2 separate regions of the Nomascus leucogenys genome follow, and region 2 is linked to region 1. A link is a contact called in public Hi-C data. All regions are on one chromosome and are shown on one strand. The core of a region is the stretch at or near the end of the contact, and the rest is flanking DNA. Distances in the headings are between cores, read along the strand shown.

The links. A called contact is a pair of places that touch in the nucleus more often than the background predicts.
Region 2: a Hi-C map of a lymphoblastoid cell line shows a contact between it and region 1, with 6 times the contacts expected there. The contact joins the promoter of ANAPC1 here to the promoter of TMEM87B in region 1. A contact is called at or near these places in 2 of 4 Hi-C or Micro-C datasets (a lymphoblastoid cell line and an unstated tissue).

What each region holds. Positions count from the first base shown.
Region 1 is chr14:74,164,881-74,171,964 of Asia_NLE_v1, forward strand. It overlaps TMEM87B (transmembrane protein 87B), which reads right to left and starts at 2,446. Exons shown (of 19, transcript XM_030827677.1): 1 at 1,903-2,446. The coding sequence starts at 2,067.
Region 2 is chr14:74,333,932-74,341,015 of Asia_NLE_v1, forward strand. ANAPC1 (anaphase-promoting complex subunit 1) reads left to right here and starts at 3,281. Exons shown (of 48, transcript XM_030827303.1): 1 at 3,281-3,524; 2 at 6,650-6,886. The coding sequence starts at 6,674.

The sequences.
Region 1 (7,084 bases), core at 1,196-3,695:
GTGAGCCATGTGACTGTGCCACTGCACTCCAGCCTAGGTAACAGAACAAGACTCTGTCTCAAACAGACAAACAAAAACAAAGAAACAAAATTTCTCCATAGATTTGCAGTACAAATGAAAGAAAGCCCCACTCTCCTTTCCTGTTTCTGACAACCTGAAATGAGGAAAATATAAGTCCACTCTTGGGAGAGAAGGGCTTTTAGACTTCTAGTGGCCCAGGATCACCCAGGAGTAAAATTAGCCTAAAGGTCATGCAGCACTTAGGGAGCAAACTTCTCTTCCTCATGCGGGAAGAAGTACACTTGGCAAAGATCTTTGCAGGTATGTTCACAGTACACTTGGCAAAGATCTATACAGATATGTTCAAGTAATCTAACAATATGCATGCAGCGGATTCACTTCCAGTATAGTTATATTGACTATTCACTATCGTAGCAGCAGGAAGCCATGAGAGTAGCTCACTGCGTTCTACTTTTTCCCGTTCAGGAAATTAAATAATGGAGATGTGCAGACTATATAACTGGCGCACAAATTAGGTCACCAACCCAGAAGAATCCTGGAGGAAATGGCTGCACTAGGTCTTAAAAGATCCAGAAAGATACCCAGCGTGTTCCTCTGAGTAGCTTTTGTGTTGTGGGAAGTATTTGTAGTCTTTGGAACTACTTTTTCTGGTTAAGGAAATCAAAATATAAGTCTCATCTTTAGAACTTGGACATTATGGCCGGGTGCGGTGGCTCATGCTTGTAATCCCAGCACTTTGGGAGGCCGAGGAGGGCGGATCACGAGGTCAGGAGATCGAGACCACGGTGAAACCCCGTCTCTACTAAAAAGACAAAAAAAATTAGCCAGGCGTGGTGGCGGGCGCCTGTAGTCCCAGCTACTCGGAGAGGCTGAGGCAGGAGAATGGCGTGAACACGGGAGGCGGAGCTTGCAATGAGCCGAGATCGTGCCACTGCACTCCAGCCTGGGTGACAGAGCGAGACTCCGTCTCAAAAAAAAAAAAAAAAAAAAAAAGAACTTGGACATTATGCATGTGGAAAATACCCATCCCAAACAGTGCTGGATGAGTTATCTGACCCCAGAGAAGCCGGAGATAATGCCTCTTCCAGACTTCCTGTCTCTCTTTTGCAAGACTTTCCATAATTCTGCCCCTGCATCTCTCCCACATCATCTCCTCTAATTACTGGATGCCAAGTTTTCTAATAGCCTGCCTTGGAAAGAAGAGTTTCCACCCACTCATGCCTCCAGATTCGCCTTTCAAGCACTCCCTAATCACAAGTCCCGCCCCACCTACACACACACTCCCTCTCCCGGAACTGTGACAGGAACTGTAGAGAAATTCAGGAACTCAGGAAGAGAGAAATAGAGGTAGGGTGACTACTGCACGTTTCCCCCTCATTTAAATTTTTTCTTTTTTTTTTTTCTTTTTTTAAAGGAAGCGGCAGACGCGCTTTCTAAGTTTATGCAGAAACTGAAGCGCTGGCAAGTCCTCCCTGCGGCCTCAGGGGTGTGGCCCACTGTGGCTGCATCCGGACCGGAAGAGTCGAATCCCAAAGATACTGCTAGATGTGCCGAGAGATTCCTGATCCAGCCAAAACATGTCAGAGCAAAATGAGGGCCACGGCGTCGGGAATGGTGACCCTCAGTAATAGTCCGAGCGCTCGGACCGGAGGGCTGTCCCATACGCAATCCTGACGGCTCTTCCCTGCAGCCTAGGTCGGGCCGGAGGAGGGGCCGCTCCCCGCTCCCGGATTGTAACAGGCAAAAGGCTCGGGGAGGGTATCAGGAGACCCGGTGCTGACCCGGCAGAGGCCAGGTGAACAAGCCCGGGGTCAAGCGAAGCCCCGCGACGGCCCTAAGGGCCCGAGACGTGCCACGCCTCGGTCCCGACACTCCACTTACGTCGTTGACTGTCTCTAACCAGAGCCCAAGCTCAGGGACCGCGCGCACAGCCACCGGGGCCCAGCACAGGAGGCAGAGGGCGACGCGCAGCAGCGGGGCCCGGGCGGGAAAGCAGCACCGGCGGCATGGCAGGAGCCCGGCTACGGCGCGGCAGGCGGCGACCATCTTGACCCGGAAGCTGCACCTGGCGCTCCGAGACGCCTGCCACACCCGGACCTGATGCAGCACCGCCCCAGGCAGGCGGGTGCGAATCCGGGACGCGGGGCTCGGACTCGGGTGTGGAGGAGGGGCTCGGCCTTGGGCCTGGGCGGAGAGGCTCGGTGCAGTTCTCGGAAACGGGCCAGGACCGGGAGGCAGGGCTTAGGGCTCTGAGCCGGGCCCGAGCGTGCAGCTGGGAGATGCCTGGAAGGCAGAGATAGGAGCCAGGATGTGGAGTTGGCGCCGAGACGTGGAGGCGGGGCTCAGGGCCTGGCGTGGGCGTGAAGATAGAGGAGGAGCCGGAGCTTGGAAGGGAGGGCTGGCAGCCGGAGCGCAGAGGCGGGGCCGGGTAGGGAGGAGCTGCCGGAGTGTGGAGACAAGGCGGGGCTCGGGAGTGTGGGGGCGGGGCAGGGTGGAGGCAGGAGGCGAGGCTCGGGACCAGGCGGAGTGACGAGACAGGGCGGGGATGTAGGCGGGACTCGGGAGTGTGAAGGCGGGCTAGGAGGCGTGGCTCGGGGCCAGGCTGGGTGTGGGGGACAGGGCGGGGTTGGAGGCGGGCTCGGGACCAGAGCGGAGTGCGGAGACAGGGTGTAGCAGGAAGAGCTTGGTGCCAGGCCGAGCGTGGAGGCGGGGCCGTGTGGAGGCGTGGCGTGGGACAAGGCCGGGCTTTGGAGGCAAGACCCGGCGGGGGGGCGGAGCCTGAGGGTAAAGGCGGGGCTGGTCAGGGAGATTGGGTCGGAGTGGGGAGGCGGAGTTGAGGACCAGGCAGTAGTGTGGAGACGGGGCTGGACAAGGAGAAGGGCTTGGAGTTAGGCCGTAGTGGGGAGGCTAGGTTGGGCGAGGAAACAGGGCTTGGAACAAGCCCTAGTACGGAGACGGGACTGGGCGGGGAGGCGTGTCCTAAATGTGGAGGCGTGGCCTGAGTGAGGAGACAGGCCTGGGTGGGGAGGCGGGGCCTGTCTGGGAAATGAGGCTCGGTGGGGGGGTGGAGCCAGAATGGGGAGGCGGGGCTCGCCGCCAGCGAGCGCAAGTGTCAAGGTCCTGGAGTCCAACGCCTAGTAAGTGCTACGGTTGGAGTGCAGTCTAGAGTTCTTTTGCCCAGGGTGTCTCCATTTCTTGCATCCTCTACACTTACCCCTGCCTCGACGCTCTCAGCTGTATGGAAACCGTTCTTTAAATTCAGGGAATGTGCCAGGAAAGTGCTTTGAGGCCAAGGCCAGCTGAACACAAGGCATTGTGTTGTGAAGGTTAACGTTAATAGGACAGTTAATACTTTTCAGAACAAGTAGTTACCTGACTGCTTAAAGCTCAGAGGGGTCAGGGCTTGGATCCGTCTTATTGTGTACCTTGCCTTGCATTTTCGACTGTAAGCTGAATACATGTTTTGCTGTCAAAGAGAATTAGTTCATTCATTATCAAATGTAAATAATATCCAGCAGGGGAATAGAATCCTGTGCTAATATTGTTATTAACGTAGATCGATTTATAGTCAAAAGGCCTTGGCTGCTTTACCAGTCACCAGTAATTATTGAGGACCTACTATACACTAGAGATCGCATGTGCATCTTCCCAGCAAGCAATGTGATCAGTTCTGTTTAGGTCAGAATAACTGTAACAGGACCACAGGGGAACATCTACCAGAGATTTAGGAAGTAAGTGAGGGACATAAGGAGAGAACAGTGCATGAAATTTAAGTTCTACAAGAAGAGTTAAGGGCGAGTTACCTGTGGGAATGAGGGTTAAGTCTGAAGTTGTTTTAGTTACGAGAGAACTGGAGGAATGGAAAGATCTTCCAGATGACTGGATGTTGGTGTGAGAAGGGGAGTGGCAAAGCTGGGAATATTTAAACAGTACCAAAACATACAGGCATTCCTAAATTACGTTAGGCAGATGGCACCTTTAGTGTAAGAACACTGGAGAGGCAATGATTTTTTTTTGTTTTTTTGTTTTGTTTTGTTTTTGAGATGGAGTCTTGCTCTGTCGCCCAGGCTGGAGTGTGGTGGCGAGAACTCTGCTCACTGCAAGCTCCGCCTCCCAGGTTCACGCCATTCTCCTGCCTTCTCCTCCCGAGTAGCTGGGACTACAGGCGCCCGCCATCACGCCCGGCTAATTTTTTAATATTTTTTAGTAGAGACGGGGTTTCACCGTGTTAGCCAGGATGGTCTCGATCTCGTGAACTCATGATCCACCTGCCTTGGCCTCCCAAAGTGCTGGGATTACAGGCGTGAGCCACCGCGCCTGGCCGCAATGATGGTTTTTAAGTAAAGATGAGCTGATCAGAAAGATCGTGTTGGTTGTCAAACTGGGAAACGGGAGCATAGGAGAGCCAGGATGACACCATTTTAAAAATAACTCCATCTTAAAACTAGCAAGGCACATTTCTTGCCAGTCACCACCCATGGTCGTAAGATGTTTACGGTGGCCAGGCACGCCTGTAATCCCAGCACTTTGGGAGGTCAAGGCGGGTGGATAGTTTGAGCTCAGGAGTTCGAGACCAGACTGGGCAACATGGCGAAATCCTGTCTCTACACAAAATACAAAAATTAGCCAGGTGTGGTGGCGTGCCTATGGTCCTGGCAACTCAAAGAAACTGAGGGGGAGGATCACTTGGGCCTGGGAGGCGGAAGTTGCAGTGAGCCCTGCACTCCAGTCTGTGTGACAGAGCCAGACCCTGTTACAAACAAAAAAAAAAAAAAAAAAAAAAGAAAGAGAAAGAAAGCAAGAAAAGGAAAAGAAAAAAAAAAGGAAAATGAGGAAGGTTAGAATAAACTCTATAATGCTGGCTTGCAACTGAAGATATCAGTGTGAACTCATTTTTAAAATTTAGATTTATAAATAGATGTAGATATGTGTGTGGTGTGTGTGTGTGTGTGTGTGTGTATTTATATTTTCTTGCACTGATTCCCAGGAGGACCTAGAAGCAGCGACACCCCAGTAGCAATAGGTACATCTAGCACCAGATCTTGCTTTATAAATATCATTCTCCACTAAAATAAACCAGGGATCCTTGGAGAAGTGGCTGAGCCCAGGAATGGAATAGAGAAATTCATGATGAACTTGAGAATCTTGTTTTGCCAGAAAGTAAGGAAGTGGGTAAAAAATTATGAGGACACGTCAAAAAGGCATAGGAGCCAGTTTGAAGGAGCTCCCTCCCACTGACCAGATCTGGGACAATTTGGTCACCAAAATGACAGTAGTGGATTGTAACTCATTGACTCAAATAAGAATCCATGAGTCTACACTAACATAAATAAATAAATGATTACATAAATAGGAAAGAAAATCACTTTCTTACAGTTAGAAAACTAATAAATGCAGAAGGAATAACAAATTTAAAATATCACCATTTGGCAACTATCACAATTAAAATTGATTCGGAAAGAATCATCAATTCTATTCTAAAGTTAGTTGGCAAAAGCTTCATGAGGAAATATCTTCCAAAAATTACTTATTAATTACAAAGAGAAAAACAGTAATTGTACAGTGGAGATACCTGGCAGATACCAACTTAATGATCAAGGTTAATCCCACAAGGATTGGGACAAACAGACATGATGTGTATCATGATTTGATTAACTGAAAAGAAACAGCATGACTTCTGTGATATTCCTGCCAAAAATGCATGCCCAAAATGCAAAAACGCATCTAATCAAGATATTCAAGGAAATGAGGAAAAGATTCACATACTTAAATCCAATCACAAGGAAACATTAGACAAACCCAAATTGAGAGACATTCTACAAAGTAACTAGCTGGTATAATTTGCCAAAAACAAAAAAAGTATATATATATATATATGTGTATATATATATGTGTGTGTTTTTTTTTTTTTTTTTTTTTTTTTTTTTTTTTTTTTTTTTTTTTTTTTTTTTTTTTTTTTTTTTTTTTTTTTTTTTTTTGTGTATATATATATGTGTGTGTGTGTGTGTGTGTATATATATATATAATGCCAGGGTCTTGAAACAGCTGAGGAAGTTAGAGGTTAAAGGAGACCCTAGAGACATGATAACTAAATGTGACATATAGGCCTAGCAATCTGGAGCCTACACCAGAAAAATTGTTTTTGCTATTAAAATTCTTTAGACAATTGGTGAGATTTGAACAAGGACTTTAAGAAAATGGTATTGTCAATGTGAATTTCCTGAATGTGAAAACGGCACCATTATCACACTAAGAGGTCCTTTTTCTAGAGAAAAGCACACTGAAGTATTTAAAGGTAAGCGGGCACCACATCTGAACTTATTCTTTGGTGGTTACAAAAAACTTTTTATATATTATATATATAAGCTTTATATATGTATAACATGTATACCGTCTCTATCTATCTATCAAGATAATCTAATAAAACCAATTTGAATGAAGAGTATGCAGGAGTTCTTTGTATTCTTCTTGCAACTTTTCTTTGAGTCTGAAATCATTTCAAAAGAAAAATTTCCAAAACTAAGAAAGAAGGGGGTAATCACTCTGTGGTTCTCCCTGTGTATATGTTAATAAAATGTGTATACCTTTCTAAGAAGAAGGTGGAGGAAGGAAGAAGGAAGGGAGTATCTCACACCTCTCACATCCCATACAGGGGTCCAACTTGGTGTCTTCCACAGCAGATGGAAAATTTATGATTACTTGGTAAAAATAGATTGATAGTCGACTGATTGCCAGAGTGCTTCACTCATTCTCTTTTGAGTCTTACGGGATTTAGAAAAACAAACAAACAAACAATACAGCTGCCATATAATTTTTAATTTAAAAAATTAAATCCTGGAGCAAACAAAAATTGTCCAAAGAACAAATAAGGAAAAATTTGTCAATAGTTGACTGTAAGCTAGAACTGAAAGGCCCTTGTCAATAGACCAGTCCTCCTTCTAGTGGAGTTTATTGCAGCTGTTATAAAACTGAATCACAGTTCAGAGGTTGCTGTGCGGGGAAATGAAAAGGCATTTGAGAACATGAAGCATCATGAGATCCTGAATTCAGTGCTATTAATGAG
Region 2 (7,084 bases), core at 2,031-4,530, 170 kb after region 1:
ATTCGGGAGGCTGAGGCAGGAGAATGGCGTGAACCCAGGAGGCAGAGCTTGCAGTGAGCAGAGATAGTGCCACTGCACTCCAGCCTGGGCGACAGAGTGAGACTCCGTCTAAAAAAAAAAAAAAACCGTGTGTGGATATCATTTTTAATGGAATGACTCTGTATTGTAACCATTGCTGAACTATTGCTTTTTCTTCTGCAGTACTCCCCAGCAAATATTCTTTGTTAGCTTGCTTGACTAGATGAGCTGCTATAGTGGTCAATCCTGTTAGACTTGGACCACTGTTTGTTTGAAGAACCGGAATCTGTCACTCGCCCTGAGCACTTTATTTATTATTGCCCTTACTCAGTCCCAGGGACTTCTCCAGTAGTGACAACTTGGCAGCTGCCGCCATCTTCTGGCGGTAGCTCCTGGAAGAGACCAACGTTTAACTTTTTGAGAACCTGTCAAACTGTTTTACCAAGCAGCTGCACCATTTTACATTCCCATCAATTATGTACAAGGGGCCAAATAACTCCAAATCTTCATAAACACTTGTTATTGTCTGTCTTTTTGATTATAGCTATCCTACTGGGTGTGAAGTGGTTTTGGCTTATATTTCCCTAATGACTAATGATGTTGGTCATCTTTTATCGTCCTTTTTGGCCACTTGTATATTTTTGGGAAAATGTCTGTTCAAATCCTCTGCCCATTTTTAGATTGGGTTGTCTTTTTATGTCGAGTCGTAAGACTTCTTCACTATTCTGGATAACAGACTCTTATCAGATTATTTGCAAATCTTTTCTCCCATTCTGTGAGTTGTCTTTTCACTTTCTTGACAATACCTTTGAAGCACAAAATTTAAAACTTTTCTCCAACTTATCAATTTTTTTCCTAGGTTCCTTGTGCTTTAGGTACCATATTTAAGACATCATTGCCTAATCCAAGGTTATGAAGATTTATAGCTATGTTTTCTTCTAAGTGTATAGCTTTACTCTTATTTTTATTTTTATTTTTTTGAGACGAAGTCTTGCTCTTGTACCCCAGGCTGGAGTGCAATGGCGTGATCTCGACTCACTGCAACTGCCGCCTCCCAGGTTCAAGTGATTCTCCTGTCTCAGCCTCCTGAGTAGCTGGGATTACAGGCGCCTGCCACCACGCCTGGCTATTTTATTTATTTATTTTTTTGTATTTTTAGTAGAGACGGGGTTTCACCATGTTGGCCAGGTTGGTCTTGAACTCCTGACCTCAGGTGATCCGCCCGCCTTGGTCTCCCAAAGTGCTGGGATTACAGGCGTGAGCCACCGCGCCCGGCAGCTTTACTCTCATATCTGGGTCTTTGATGCACTTTAATTTTTGTATATGGTGTGTAGTATGAATCAAGATTCATTTTTTTCCATATGAATATACAAATATTGCAACACTAACTGTTGAAAAGGTGCTTCCCTCCTTCATTTGCTTTTGCAAGTTTGTAAAACAACAACAAAATCAGTTGGCCTCACTCTGTAACTGAGGGCTGCACATATTGTCTTCCTTCCAAAGAGTACAATATGGAAAGTGGGGAAATGTAACATCATAGTAGAGAAATCTGACAAACACTATTTCAGGTGATCAAGGTTGACATCAGCAGTGATAAGTGATGCTGTTGATAAGTACCTTTGATATGATGTGATGAAAATGACACTTTATGATCTTCCTTCCCAAAATCCATATCCCCAGGCTAATCATGAAGAAACATCAGACAAATTTCAGTTAAGGGATATCCTACAAACTAATGCAGTGGCTTACTCCTGGAGTCCCATCTGCTTGGGGGGGTTGAAGCAGGAGGACTGCTTGAGCACAGGAGTTCAAGGTCGCAGTGAGCTGTGTTTGTGCCCATGCACTCTAGCCTAGGCAACACAGCAAGACTCTCTTAAAAAAAACTGAATAAAGTATGAATTTTAATTACTAATAATGTGTTGATATTTCATTAATTTTAACAAATATACTATACTAATGTAAAATACTAATAACAGGGAAACTGGATGTAGAAACTGGGTATAGGGTATGTGGGAAATTTTTGGACTATCTGCAGTTTTTCTGTAAATCTAAACTTAAAAAAAAAAAAAGTCTAAAATATTGGCCGGGCGCAGTGGCTCACGCCTGTAATCCCAGCACTTTGGGAGGCCGAGGCGGGAAGATCACGAGGTCAGGATTTCGAGACCAGCCTGGCCATCGTGGTGAAACCCTGTCTCTACTGAAAATACAAAAATTAGCTGGACGTGGTGGCGGGCGCCTGTAATCCCAGCTTCTCAGAAGGCTGACGCAGGAGAATCGCTTGAATCCGGCCGGCAGAGGTTGCAGTGAGCCGAGATCACGCCACGGCACTCCAGCCTGGGCGACAGAGCGAGACTCTGTCTCAAGAAAAACACACACACACACACACACACGCAAACAAAAGTTTAAAATATCAATTAGGTATATTTGTATTTATTTAACTTTGTTTCATGAATCTTTGTTTCTAACCTTTCTCCTATAACCCATTCTTTTTTTTTTTTTTTTTTGAGACAAGGTCTTGCTCTGTTGCCCAGGCTGGAGTGCAGTGGCGCGATCATAGCTCACTGTGGCCTCAAACTCCCGACTCAAGTGATCCTCCAGACTCCCAAGCAGCTGGGACTACAGGTGCGCACCACGCCGCCAAGCTAATTTTTAAAATTTTTCTTTTGTGGAGACAGGGTCTCGCTATATTGCCCAGGCTGGTTTCAAACTCTTGGGCTCCAGCTATCCTCTCACCTCGCCTCCCAAAGTGCTGGGATTACAGGCGCGAGTGGCCGCTGGGGTTCTTAATTTGGGTCTTTGAATCGCCTCAAAGTGTCTCTGAATCTGGGAATTGCAAGCAATGTTTCTGTGAGGACCTTCACACAGTTCATCGACTCTTCGAAGAGTATGGACCGAAAAAGGAATAGGGCACTCACTGCACGTAGAGAAAATCAGCAACCCCTGTTCCCCACCCTCAGCCTGAGGTGCCTACTTCCACGTGGGGTCAGGAGGCGGAAGCGAAACCAGAAGAAAAAACCCTGAGATCTATAAGGCAGTTCAGGTCCCTAGTGACATGAGCTAAAGAGAACTTGGACGCCAGGAGGATCCCATCACTGTACGGACTGTAGCAGACAGAATCCGGCTTCGGGGTTCGGATCAGTCGCACGGAAGGTGGAAATAGCCCACAAGTTCTACCCTGCCTCGGTCTTCCCGCAACAGCGCAGGCGCCAGGACTGCTAGGACGCCGCGCGCCTCTCGCGATGCCCCGCCCCGGCGCGAGGCAAGACGGGAAAGTCAAGATGGACGCGTCCATTTGAACGTCTCGCACGCCTTCCTGCCATTAGCATTCGAGCCCGCTGCTGTTTCCCGTTCTTCCTCCAGAATAGGGGAGGGAGAGGGAATGAGAAGCTGCCGCGGCCGAAGAGTCACTGTGACGGACCCCGCCGCTGTCCTCGGGCCTCCTCGGCCCCTGCGCCTCCGGGGAGCAGCCGGGGCTCGCCGCGCCTGACGCGTCCGGAGTTACACAGGTGCGGGCGCCGGACCGCAGCACTTGGTGGTCTGTCGCGCGCCGCGTGACTCTCGCACCCGTCCCGAGGCCGATCCAACCCCTGATGGCCGTAGGTCTGGAAACCCGGGGGACTGGGAACCCGAGGGAGGGCCTTGAGCGTGCCCCGGGGCTGAGGGGGTTCCTGGCCTGCGGGCTGGGGTGCTCCTTCCGGCTCACTGGTCGCCAACCTCTTTCCTGAGCTGTGCGCAGCATCCCATGTGCAGCCTCAGCTTCTAGACTGGCCTCCAGCCCCTCTGAGCTGATTTTCTGAGCCTCGGGCTCTCAGCCTGTTTTCACCGTCCTCTAGAACGGCTGGGGAAGGTCTTGTGGAGACTGAAGCTCCCGTTAGTGTGAATTGGGTCTCTTTTTTTTTTGGCAGGGTAGTGTTTGTCTGTAGGAATCATTGCTGATACTGTTATTTATAAAATGTGAATTTAATAGTATTTTTATGTGTAGCTGTTTATGTTGCACCTAACAAGTAAAAACATTTCTAAAAGTTTGGGGTACTGAAAAAGTATTAAATATGTGGCATTAATCGGTACAAAATGATAAATAATTCTTTAACAATTCTGTAGTTTTCTCTCAAAGTTATAAGAAAATAACATAAAATTGCAGAACTAAAGTTTCATAAAGTCAAAAGTTCGTTGATGTTGGTTATTCTGTTGAATAAAATATAGGAAGACCAGCTGAATTTTGAATTTTGTTTTCTTTTAAGGTTTTTTTGTTGTTGTTGTTGTTGGGTTCTTTTTTTTTTTTTTGAGGAGGAGTCTTGTTCTGTCTCCTAGGCTGGAGTGCAGTGGCGCCATTGCGGCTCACTGTAACCTCCGGCTCCCGTGTTCAAGCAATTCTCTGCTTCAACCTCCCAAGTAGCTGGGATTACAGGCGCCTGCCACCACGTCTGGCTAATTTTTGTATTTTTAGTAGAGATGGGGTTTCACCATCTTGGTCAGGCTGGTCTTGAACTCCTGACCTAGTGATCCGCCCGTCTCGGCCACCCAAAGTGCTGGGATTACGGGCGTGAGCCACCAAGCCCTGCCCCTTGTAAGTTTTATAAGGCACTTTTTACTTGTGTTCCAAGTTCAAGTGTCCCTGTACTCATTTATTTCTAGCAGGAGGAAAAACAAAACTTGTGTCATGTTTTGTGACATAATTGTATCCAGAATAACTGTTTTTTTTTTTTTTTTGAGATGGAGTTTCGCTCTTGTCCCCCAGGCTGGAGTACAATGGCGCAATCTCGGCTCACTGCAACCTCTGCCTCCCAGGTTCAAGCGATTCTCTTGCCTTAGCCTCCCAAGTAGCTGGGATTACAAGCGCCCACACCATGCCCGAGTAATTTTGTGTGTGTGTGTGTGTGTGTGTGTGTGTGTGTGTGTGTGTGTGTGTTTAGTAGAGACAGGGTTTGACCATGTTGGCCAGGCTTGTGTCAAACTCCTGAGCTCAGGTGATCCTCCCACCTCAGCCTCCCAAAGTGCTGGGATTACAGGCGTGAGCTATCGCGCCCGGCCAAGAATAACATTTAATTCACAGCAAAATAACTTTGTGGCTTTGGAGGAGCTGCAAAGGAACTACATAGGCTTTGGGTGTTTGTGTAACCATATAGGTCTCTTGCTCTATGAGCAGCAAGTCAATACACGGAAACAACGGGGATTGCAGCAGATAAAGTATTTTACTTGCAGGGCCACCGTACTAGGAGACTGAGGAAACTTCAAGTCAGCCTCCCCAAAGAGTTATGGTCTAGAGGTTTTTTGGTTTTTTTGGTTTTTTTTTGAGACAGAGTCTTGCTCTGTTGTCCAGGCTGGAGTACAATGGCATGATCTCGGCTCACTGCAACCTCCGCCTCCTGGGTTCACGCCATTCTCCTGCCTCAGCCTCCCGAGTAGCTGGGACTACAGGTGCCCGCCACCAAGTCCAGCTAATTTTTTGTATTTTTAGTAGAGCTGGGGTTTCACCATGTTAGCCCGGATGGTCTCGATCTCCTGACCTGGTGATCCGCCTGCTTCGGCCTCCCACAGTGCTGGGATTACAGGCATGAGCCACCGCGCCCGGCCCAGAGGTTTTAAAGAGAGGGTAGTGGGCTAAGGTATTGATTGGTCAGAGAATGAAGGATGAAGTCACAGGACAGAGAGATAAACCACATTCTCATGCTAATGTGGTTCCTTGATGGGGTCTTAAGACTAGCTTGCATCATCTCAAAAGTCTTAGGCTCCTAACATGAAAAATGCTATGTATAGGAACATGGTATGTATAAGCAGGTACAGGAAAGTGGATCAAAGGGCAATCTAATTATGCTTATCTGTACTTTTGTCTAAAGCCTGGCTGCTTCCTAACCTTGTGATGAAGGCTTTAACAGTTCATCCACATTTTTTTAGTAATAAACTGTACTATAATAGATTAATAATTAGATTAATTAGATGTAATAATTAATTAAAATCTAGTACCCTTAAATCTACAAGCATAACTGTTCCATGGCTAGAGTTATTCATGCCTCAGTTCTTTGGGTTTCGACCAATAATTGAAATTGATCGTAGTTATATATTTAGGTGGGATTGGGGGTGTCATAGCTACTTATGACATTTGATAACTTATGTCTTTTGTAGATTGGTCAGCTGAAAGCAGTTCAACCTCTGATGAATTAGAGTAATATGTGGTTTTTTATAGTTTTATTCCAATATGACAATGATCCCTTAGATGTACTTTTCAAATGAGGTTCTGGCATCTAACCAGAAATGACTTCAAATGTTGAGAAGCCATGTAGTTATGGGACTATAGAATACAACTTGTCTAAATACTTCATATATAAAGTATGGAAAAATTAGCGTATAGTAGTAGGAAACACAGGATAGGTGGTGCGGGACATAAGTACTTGTTGCATCTCAGTGATTTCCTATAGTGGTAACTGTCACTCTGTGACTAAAATGTGATAATTGCAACTGTCTGAAAGAATCAGATCTAGAATGCCCTTTTATGTTATGACCAACTTATATACTTACCAATCTGATATAATTACTTAACACCTATGTAAGGATTAATGACTTGTGTGTTTATGGTATTTTTATTCTAGTTTTGAGTCTGGAAGCTGACCAGAATGTGTTTGAATTCATACAGAAATAATGTTGATATTTGGAACCCATGTCGAACTACTATGAAGAAAGGGCAACGATGATTGCAGCCAGGGATTTGCAGGAATTTGTTCCTTTTGGTCGAGACCACTGCAAGCACCACCCTAATGCTTTGAACCTTCAACTTCGCCAGCTGCAGCCAGCTTCTGAATTATGGTCTTCTGATGGTGCTGCTGGCTTGGTGGGATCCCTTCAGGAGGTTACAATCCACGAGAAACAGAAGGTTCTATTGCGTTTCCCATTGTGTTTTTGAAATGTAGAGTGATATAATCTACTTGTAATTTAAGGCTACTGAGATGTAACTGAGAGATCGGTGTGATGCCACATCTAGGGTAAAGTTAAGGTGTGGTAATTTCAATAAATGTTGAAAATAATGACTTTATTACATTGTCATAGTGACTTATTTAGATACCCTCTATAA